Regions from separate parts of the Mus musculus genome. Here regions 1 and 3 are each linked to region 2. Evidence: chromatin contacts called from public Hi-C data. All regions are on one chromosome and are shown on one strand. Each heading gives the region's core, a stretch centred on a gene start, on an enhancer-like site or on the middle of the called end of the contact. The rest is flanking DNA. Distances are from core to core; before and after follow the strand shown.

Region 1 (3,071 bases), core at 175-2,674, 280 kb after region 2:
GCCTTCCCTTAATGAATCAGTCAGACCATCATGGGCCTCCAAATTGGGTCCTCTGATCCTTTCAGCTTCCAGGTTCTTGCTTTCAAAGTTTATGACTGAATTGGAGACTATTTACAGCAAATGAGACATTTCTGTGAGCCTGGGGGAAGGGGCTCTGATAAACCAATGGTAGAGAATGGCAGAAGATGTATCTAGATGGCATTGGGGACGTGGGGATGGGGGACGAGAGCAATGCCAGGGATCAAACATACTGGACACAAGCTCTCCCAGCCCAGCTATATACCCTGTCCCTCCCCAGCAGGGTTTTTAAAGGCATATTTACATTGTCTTGATCTGTGTCTGGAAAAGGCATGGAGACAGCAGCCACTATTGGACTTAACAAATTATTTGTGTCGACGATGAAGTCCAAACCTACAGTAAACATTGACTACATTTGACCTGTTTTAAGCACGAGGAATTAAGATGGATCTAGGTTTCTGTGTTAGTCAAGGTTGGGGCAGAGATCAAAGAGTATGCTCAAAAGAAATGGCTGAAGATAATTAATGCAGGGGCTGTTTCTAAGCAGTGTTAATGGAAGGCAAAAGGGGTTATGGAAACCCTCGCCCATCTGAAAATCTCTAACACTCCCAGGCATCTGTGGGGAAAAGGGCTGTGTATTCAGGTGGCCCAGTGCTTCCCTGATTCTGAAAGACAAAGGAGCCACACTCTCTCACCAAGCCTTCCTGAGCCAGCCACACAGCTAGGTGCAGAGGAAGGCTCAAAGTTTCTGAGTGGCAAGCAGGAAAAACCCACCCGTGAACACAGAGGCTTGTTCAGAATCGTACATTCATTTGGATCAATATATTTATGCTGATCTATGGGCTTCATTGTCAATGCTCCTCTGGTTCCATGATGCAGTTGAACCCACATCAACAATACTAAACAAGCCAACGAAACCAGCCCTGTTAGCTCAGTACACGGCGGCGCTGGCGAGGCTGGAAGGGAGCTGTACTGAAGCGAATTGTTTGGTAATTCCTGGACTTCCCTTCTGAAGTCAGCTGTGCCTCTGGCCACTGGCCTCTTTTTGCCCCACCCCTCATGCAAAAGGAGCCAGGATTTTGAATTATTGATGAAATCAGACTAAATTTGGGGATTACATGTCTCCATCCCGCCTGTTGTTTGTCCAGTAAATAGCATTTCCTCTGTAAAACTGGAGCTTTCATCTCAGGAGTGTGGACCAGACTTAAACAGACATGGAAGCTTCCCTTGGAGAAAACCTTCTGTGATGCTGGAGCGCTTTGATCTGCGCGCTCTCGGCTGCCATGAAAACACAGAGGCCGCCAGGACACTTTCCCCTTGGCCCGATTCACTTCCCACTGTGGAGTACACAGAGAAACAGACTTTGCTCCTGGTCTTTTTCCTGGCTCAGCTACAGCCTCTCTCACTGGAATTTACTAATTTCTGAGCAGTTAAAATGTTCTCTTTGGTGAGACAGAATCCTTCCGGGGCCCTAGTGGAGACTGGCAGACCTGCTCAGACAGCGCCCTCTGCTGGACACTTCTGGGATCGCGCGTGCCTGGAGGGCCGGGCCAGTTCTGACCTGTCAAGGTGGCAGTCACAGCTGGGTTGTTGAGACACCTGAAATGTGTGTGCGACCTTTTTTTTTTTTTTTTGCCTAGAACACCTCAGTCCTTAATAACCAAGATGCACAAAGAAACCATAGAATTGAGGAAGACACCCCCCCCCGATTTGTCATAATAGAGATTTCTAAACAATGTGCAAAAATCCCTAGGGTATATAAGACTAATAAATTGGACTATGTTAACACCAAGAACATCTTTATGGCTGAAAAAAAAAACATAAAAACTTAAGAGACAAAGGGGCAAAATGCTTTCAATATAGGATCAGTATCTAGAATATATAAAGAATCTCTTTAATAAAAAGAAATGAAAAAATCTAATAGGAAAATATTGCAAAGATACAAAATGCCAGTTCACAGACAAAGAAGTACAAATAGCCCATAAATACACAGCAAACGTACTCAGTTTCATGGTCAAGCAGGAAAATGGACTCCCAAACCCTAGAAAACATCTACAAAAGCTAAGCCAGCTTATTTCCATATTCTGCTGTCAGGGATACAAGCTTTGTAGAGTGACTTGACAGCAGCTACTAAAATGTGAAGTGACTTACATGGCCGCCTAAACGGAGCTGGCTAAGTACATCGGCTCATCCAAAAACACAGATACAGAGCAACGTCTTTGTTTGCTTAGTGCAGTGCAGGGCGTGAAACCAGGGGCTCTATGCAAGCCACACCACCAGGGGCTCTATGCAAGCCACACCACCACCGTGCCACTGAGCTATGCTCCCAGACACTTTTTTTTTTTAAGATTTATTTATTGATTATATGTAAGTACACTGTAGCTGCCTTCAGACACTCCAGAAGAGGGAGTCAGATCTCGTTACAGATGGCTGTGAGCCACCATGTGGTTGCTGGGATTTGAACTCTGGACTCTTCGGTAAGAGCAGTCGGGTGCTCTTACCCACTGAGCCATCTCACCAGCCCGCTCCCAGACACTTAAGGTAGACTTTAAAATAATGTATTATGTGTACTGACAGGTAAAGAACTCAGAAACTACTACTGACTGAGCAAAGACGATGAAGCCACGGAGTGACACATGCTATCATGACATATGTAAAAAGCCTAACCATACAACACAGTGTGTTTCTCTACAGGTAAGGTAACATACATGTTTAATGCATTGCAAAATGCATGAGGCTCATTTAACTGATAGGGAGAGCTACCTCTGGAATAAAAATGAGAATAGAAATGACAGATGTCTGTCTTCTCTGTAATGTTGATTTTTTAAAGAGGATGCCTTCATAGATTACTTGAAATGACTAAAAGCTACTTTTAAAAGAAGAAACTTTTTTGTTTATCCTATTAATGCACTCAGAATGGTCAGAGGGTCTTGCAGCTAAAAAGTAAAACAGGGCCTTAGGTGATCCATGGGAGGGGGAGGGGGTGTGAAGTAAAACACACCATGGTTGTCATGGAGATGGCTTCATTCACTAGCAATCACCCTGAACATCTA
Region 2 (3,151 bases), core at 44-2,543:
AGAGAAGGGTCAGAGGTCTGTAGTAATAACTGACTTCCATAAACCCTCCTGATTCTGGTATGTGGCAACTCTATCCTTCAGGCCTCAGTTCTCCCGTCAAACCCCAGTCACCTGGGAGCAACCCTGCTTTGTTAGCAGCAGTTTCTGGGCATCTGGCACTGGTGCTGGCGCTGCCCTTGGAGTTTTCTGGCCAATGATAGCGGCCATCATTTCCAGTGTCATGAGCACAGGGCTTGTTGGCATCTTTCCTGCCACCAGAGCAGGCTGCAAGAGGAACTTGGGTCTCCTTCTGTGGTATTTTTTTCTCATGACACACACACACACACACACACACACACATATATATGAGACAAGATATATATATCTCAAGATCTGAAAGCAATGCTAATATTAAAGTAACAGTACCCCCTTCTATGCTAAGGATTTTTCCTCATTTCTTCATTTCTCCTTATGAAAAGGCCCACAGCCATCAAATGACTATTCCAGAAAGGACCACAGGGATCTTTTGTTGGTTGATCACTAGAAAACATGGCTTTGGATGAGCCCTGGTCCTTCCCTGTGGCCAAGAGACAGTTTGATGATTGTTACCTTCTTGTTTTAGGGATCTGGCTCTGTCATCAGAACCAACAGATGATCTGGGTGTGGTGGTGTATGCATACAGTCTCCGCATTCAGGGTGCTGAGGCAGGAGGATTGTGAGCTTGAAGCCAGTCTGAGTCTTACACACACAATCAGCAGCAGCAGCAACAACAACAACAACAACAACAAAACAACTAAGATGACATTTTAAAAAAGTAATATTTCCACTGTAAAATTACATTAAAGAAAGCTCTTTCTCTATTCTTATGTGACACACACACTCCCCCTTATGTCCCCAACTTTTGGGCATCCATTTCAGTATGTCCTTGATCTCCCTGTCTGTGTGAGCACAGATGGCATTGCTTCCCTCCTACAGAGCCCTCAGTCACAGCTGATAGCAGCTGAAAGGAAGCATCTGACCCTCAGGCTCACACTCATAGACGGGCCACCACCAATGGCATGGCTTGGTTCCAAACACTGAACAGAGGGATACAGAAGTTGTGCTGGCCCTGAAAGACCACACAGGGGGCCACAGTGGCTGTGTTGGGACGTAAGGAGGAAGAACAAGCAGAAAAGGGTAGGGTTTGAAGGAGCAGGACAGTGGACCCAGACAAAGAGACCTGGGCTTGTGCAGTCACATTCCCAGAAGGAAAGAGGAGCCATGTGCTGTGCAGGTTCTGGTACCCAAGGCTTTGCCTGACCTCTGGCCTCCCCTGGGCAGCTGTGCCTGTTTGGCTTCTTCTGTCTGTCTTGTTTGCACTGACCTTCGTCCTGTAGGCTAACAACTTCTTGTTCAAAACTTTATCTAAAACTGGCCACATGCCTGAGCCTTGTTTTCAAACTAGGAACAAACTCTCAAAGGTCAGAGATTAACGTCCGAGTCCTTTGGAAAATCTTTCTAGGGAACTCGTGCAGATGACAGCCACTGAAATGCTGCGCTCAAAGGCCAAATGTAAGCCTTTTTACATATCAGCTGGCCCTTTTTGAGTCTTTCAATATAAAGCTATCCAGGGAAATTAATTCCCAGACCGCTTCAGCTGACAGGTGGAGATGGAATCATGGGGACTGCAATAACACCAGTGTCACTGGCCCATGTCTGACCTTGGCCAACCTGGTGACCATCACTTTAACCCAGGAACTTGGCTTTCTGTCTCTGGAGTTCATCTTCTTTAGTGATAGCATTAGTTTTTCCTAGAACTGTGACTGTTTTGTCCAGCTGGAATCTGGGGTAGCCATGGATACTGTGTCTCCTCCCACAACTTCCTGATAACTTTTAGGAGTTCAGAGAATTGGGAGAGGGCTGAGCTGTCAGATCTCAGTAGTAACCAGTGAAAGCAGGACACCAACAATGGACACGGTGAGCTTTCGATCAGTTGCTGCTGTGGCACAAGCAGGAATTGCCTGACCCCATTTTCCCACACATAGCACAAGTTCTCTGGGCCAAGGCAGTCAGTACAGATAGACATGAGATGGGATGTCTCCCTGAAGTGCAGGCCTAGATGAAGGCTCTGGAGGTTTCACCGGCCTTGGAAACAAGGGTGAGCACCAGGAGAAAAAACGTAGTTGGAACAGAGCTTGCTCCCAAGATATGCGTGTGTGCGTGTGTGTGTGTGTGTGTGTGTGTGTGTGTGTGTGTGTGTGTGTTCAGGGTTTGGGTGGGGAGTGGTGCTTCCTCCCCTTCCTCTACCACAGACCCTGATGAGCAAAGCCTTTATAATTGCCCATTGTCAAGCCTGACACACGGGTTTTTAAGGAAACCAAAACATGTCATCCCAAATAGGTCTCCTTAACACAAGAATTATTCTGTGCTTGAGGCAATTAAGGAAGAGCAAACTGCAAAAGCTTTTGCCTGCCCCCAATTTGCCCAAAATACCGGACATAATTTACACAAGTGTCCCAGCTTTCCTCTCTGTGGGGAAGGACAAGAGTTACCACTGGAGGCAGAGCCATTACTAACCCAGAGGTGGGATCATGAAATCTGCACACCTGGCTGTACTCACCAGCCCTGCCTGCTGTCTTCCATTAGTGTCCTGCCTGTTTACCTCACATGGCTTATCACCCTTGGAAACTAAAATCACTTTCCATTTTCTATTCATTTCTCTATAGATTTCATGTTCTTTGATAAATGTGTACCTGGTTCTAAGCCACCTCTTGGAGTCCCTCATCTCTGCATACTCCCTACTCCCATGTGATACATGCATAAAACATGTGTCTATAAATGTGTTTGTTTTTATTTTCTTAATCCATCTTTTATCCAGACACGAGCTTATGGTGGATGAAGAAGAAAGCATCTCTCATATCCCTCCTATTTTTGGTCTCACACTCCCATCCCCTTTAAGCAGACCCATTCTTCTCAGCGATATCTGTTAGTTATGTTGCCTAGCAAACAACCTCCAAATGTAGTGTGATAAACATTTATCACCTGGCAGTTTTGGGGGGTGGGGGTCAGGAATGAAGGAGCTGAATCACCAGGTGCCTTTAAATAAGGTCTATGATATGTTTGGAAGATGTCGGGCAGGGCTGCAGCCTCATGTCCATCATCGAGGCTGCAAGCTCACTCTAGCTGGTAGTAT
Region 3 (3,028 bases), core at 420-2,919, 500 kb before region 2:
AGGAGTGACAGGGAGGAAGGAAGAGTGACAGGGAGGAAGGAGGAGCAATGGGGAAGAAGGAGTGACAGGACAGTGAAGAAGATCTTTGGGTGGGACAGAGCCTCCTGAGATGGTCTAGACTATATGCTATAGAGGATATTCCAACTGGCATTCCTCATTTCCCATTTGGAGTCAGTTTTGCTGGAGTGAGACTCACTTGTGTCTACTCATGAAAGTGTCCCAGTGGTAAACATTCCGGAATTCAGTTGAGTGAAAAATTTCATTTCTCCTAGAGTTAAACAATAGTTGGGGCTGGAACGGTTGTTCGGAGGTTGTGACACATACTGCTCGTGTAGAGGACCTGAGGTCAGTTCCTAGCATCCTAGATAGCTCACAACTGCCTGTGCCTCCAGCCATAGGGAGATCTGGTACGTCTAACCCCCAGAAACAGCTGCACTCATATGCACACCCCCACCTCCCACACACATACACAGATAAAAAAAAAAGAGGCAAGTTAGAGCATGTTAGGGCTAGCTTCTGCAGCTTGCGAGAGGTCACCTGCAAAATCGTCAAAGGCTTGTGAGTCATTATGTTTGTAGCTGGTGATTGGCCATGAGGATTTACACCACAGACATTGGCAAACAGAACAAATTAGGACCTAGCCCTGCTGGAGCCCTGGTAAATTCGAATTTACCAGAATGTTCTATGACACAGAATACCATTGGCCTCATGGTTTGAGTTCGCTATGGTTTTTGAGAAGGATGACGCCGGTGTCCACTTTGAGCTTCATCTCTGATGTTATAAGGGCTGAGTACGAGATTTTGGTCTACACTATCTTAAATGAAATCTAGGTCACCTTGCCTTCGGTTCTTTCCACTTCCCTTATCTTACACATAAACGAGAGAGACCAAGGCTGATGAGGATGGAATCTCCTGCATCTGGTGTCCCTAGTACCCTGTAGCAGCTGCAGCAACCCCTCTGAGCCAGTAGTATGGGGATGTCTGAATTCTCCTAGATGCCAGCAGAGGGCACTATAGGACCAAGGATGGGTCAGTTCCAGCTTCTAGTTGTATACACTCTCTGGGGGTGCTGGAGGGGGTGGTGGTGGTGGGGAAGCCAACCAAACAAAAACTAATTTGAAAGAATTAGAAAGAGGCCGAACTGAACTGGTAACTTTTAGGTGAGGCATCAATTTAAAACATTGCAGCACTTGTGACCATAGTAAAAATCTGTAGCACTTGGCAATTTACAAGCCCTTATGCCCACACCTTTTAAACCTGACAACCCCCTGCACAGGTGTAAGTGTCGCTGGGCAGCAGGAGATGCTGGTGTGTGCTCAGGAGGTAGAGGGTCTGTGGGTCAGTCCTGGTCCTGCCACTGATTTTGGACAGGACACAAAAGATTCAGATTGCTTTTGGGAAACTGACACACAACAGACACACACACACACACATAGTACATACATCTCACACACACACACACACACACACACACACACACACACACACAGCACATATAACACACGGCTCTGCATGTACCAAGCACTCAGGAGACATTAGCAGTTGCTTATTACAGATACAACTACACCAGGCACCTGAGCTGAGTGTGAAAACGAAGCCCCAGGCCATATCATTAGTAAGGGGAAAGCCAGAGCTGAAGCCCCACCTCTTCTAACTGAGGGTTCTTGCCTCTGGCCACCAGCTGTCTCCCAGCTGTCACTGTCACAGCTTCCAGCTGTGCTGACAATTCTGTCCCCCATGCTGGGGTACTTGGGGACTCCTTGATCTACCACCCATGTCATTAATTTGCTTAGTAACTTAATTTTCTGAGAGCCCCCCCACAGTTAATGTCAGTCAGCGGCTGGCTAACTGTGCCTCATGATCTAAGTCTGAATGCTCAAAATGAGCTCCATTTGCTGCTCCGGACAGTGTAAGCCTGGTTACACAAATTCAAATGACCTCAGGGCCAGCAGGGGGTGGTGTAAAGGGATAGTGGAAATTCTGGGCCTTCTGCCACGAAGTCGCCACACAAGCCTTGTTAGCTGTTTTTCCTTCCTTCCTTCCTTCCTTCCTTCCTTCCCTCTCTCTCTCTCTCCCTCCCTCCCTCCCTCCCTCCCTCCCTCCCTCCCTCTCTCCCTTTCTCTCTCTCTCTCTCTTTCTTTCTTTCTTTCTTTCTTTCTTTCTTTCTCTCTTTCTCAGTTACAGGCTTTTTTTTTTTTTTTTTTTTTTTTTTTTTTTTTTTTTTTTTTTAGTGTGTGCATGTTCATACAGGTATATGTGTATGTGTAGCTAAAGATCATATTATATGTGTGTCAAGGTTAGAGGTCAGCTTTGCTGGTTGTGTCTCACAAGCCCTTCACCTTGCTTTTTGAGGTAAGGTCTTATGCTGTTCTGGGGCTTGCAGACTCAACTTGGCTGGTAGGTCCCAGAAATCCTCCTGCCTCCACATTCTCAGCTCTGGAATTATAGGTCGCCTGTCACCATACACCTGACTTTTTTCCCCATGGGATCCGGGGGCTGAGCTTCGTCACTGAGCCATCTCTCAGCATCCCCACCCTCTTCACAATGCTTTTCAAGCACAGAAATTATGTACTGTTATGTGAAATAGCTAAACTGATATCCCCCCCTTTTAAGCTTTATAAAAGAGACCATGAAGACCCAAATACATTATGTTAGGGCATACACATAATGCGGCTACAGGCTAGCAATCACTGTGCAAGCCTTGGGAAGGGAAAGGAGGGAGATTTTCTGGCTACCGGCACCATTCCTAGGGTCAATAAAAGCATTCTACTTCTGTGTGGAGATCTTTATCAAAGCCAGTGAATTTTGTCCAATTGGCCATTTTCTCCCTTTAGCTGAGCTAAGGAGTTTTGCTCTTTCTGAGGGAATCAGTCCCTGTCCACGCAGTGTTGGAAGTTTCTGGATGAAGAATTAGCATGCTTAGAATCTGCTGCAACCTGTGGAGCAACTAGGCAAACTTCAGACAATCCCAACCTGCTTCCCTCACCCCCAACACATACAGTACACACACCACACACCACACACACAGT

What was found. A called contact is a pair of places that touch in the nucleus more often than the background predicts.
Region 1: a contact with region 2 is called in a Hi-C map of liver, with 3 times the contacts expected there. The contact joins two enhancer-like sites. A contact is called at or near these places in 2 of 484 Hi-C or Micro-C datasets (liver and stem cell-derived neural stem cells) and 1 of 9 other capture datasets (embryonic stem cells).
Region 3: a Hi-C map of cerebellar granule neurons shows a contact between it and region 2, with 3 times the contacts expected there. The contact joins two enhancer-like sites. A contact is called at or near these places in 1 of 15 datasets of contacts at CTCF or cohesin (large pre-B cells), 4 of 484 Hi-C or Micro-C datasets (the HPC-7 cell line, bone marrow-derived macrophages, cerebellar granule neurons and 1 more) and 2 of 115 datasets of contacts at active chromatin or transcription factors (astrocytes and trophoblast stem cells).

Annotation. Positions count from the first base shown.
Region 1 is chr12:77,780,052-77,783,122 of GRCm38.p6, forward strand. It overlaps Gm35440 (a long non-coding RNA gene), which reads left to right. Exons shown (of 4, transcript XR_381711.3): 2 at 2,596-2,712. Among named protein-coding and RNA genes, the nearest start is that of Gm35488, 31 kb to the right of the region's middle. Within about 2 kb of position 1,425, at least 49 of the 459 cell types and tissues checked have an H3K27ac peak or open chromatin away from gene starts, as enhancers often do. A contact at or near this core is called in liver, where this site is marked.
Region 2 is chr12:77,500,673-77,503,823 of GRCm38.p6, forward strand. No RefSeq gene overlaps it. Among named protein-coding and RNA genes, the nearest start is that of Gm35240, 51 kb to the right of the region's middle. Within about 2 kb of position 1,294, at least 19 of the 459 cell types and tissues checked have an H3K27ac peak or open chromatin away from gene starts, as enhancers often do. A contact at or near this core is called in cerebellar granule neurons and liver, where this site is marked.
Region 3 is chr12:76,999,257-77,002,284 of GRCm38.p6, forward strand. All of the region lies in intron 1 of Gm35041 (a long non-coding RNA gene), which reads left to right. Among named protein-coding and RNA genes, the nearest start is that of Gm35041, 28 kb to the left of the region's middle. Within about 2 kb of position 1,670, at least 33 of the 459 cell types and tissues checked have an H3K27ac peak or open chromatin away from gene starts, as enhancers often do. A contact at or near this core is called in cerebellar granule neurons, where this site is marked.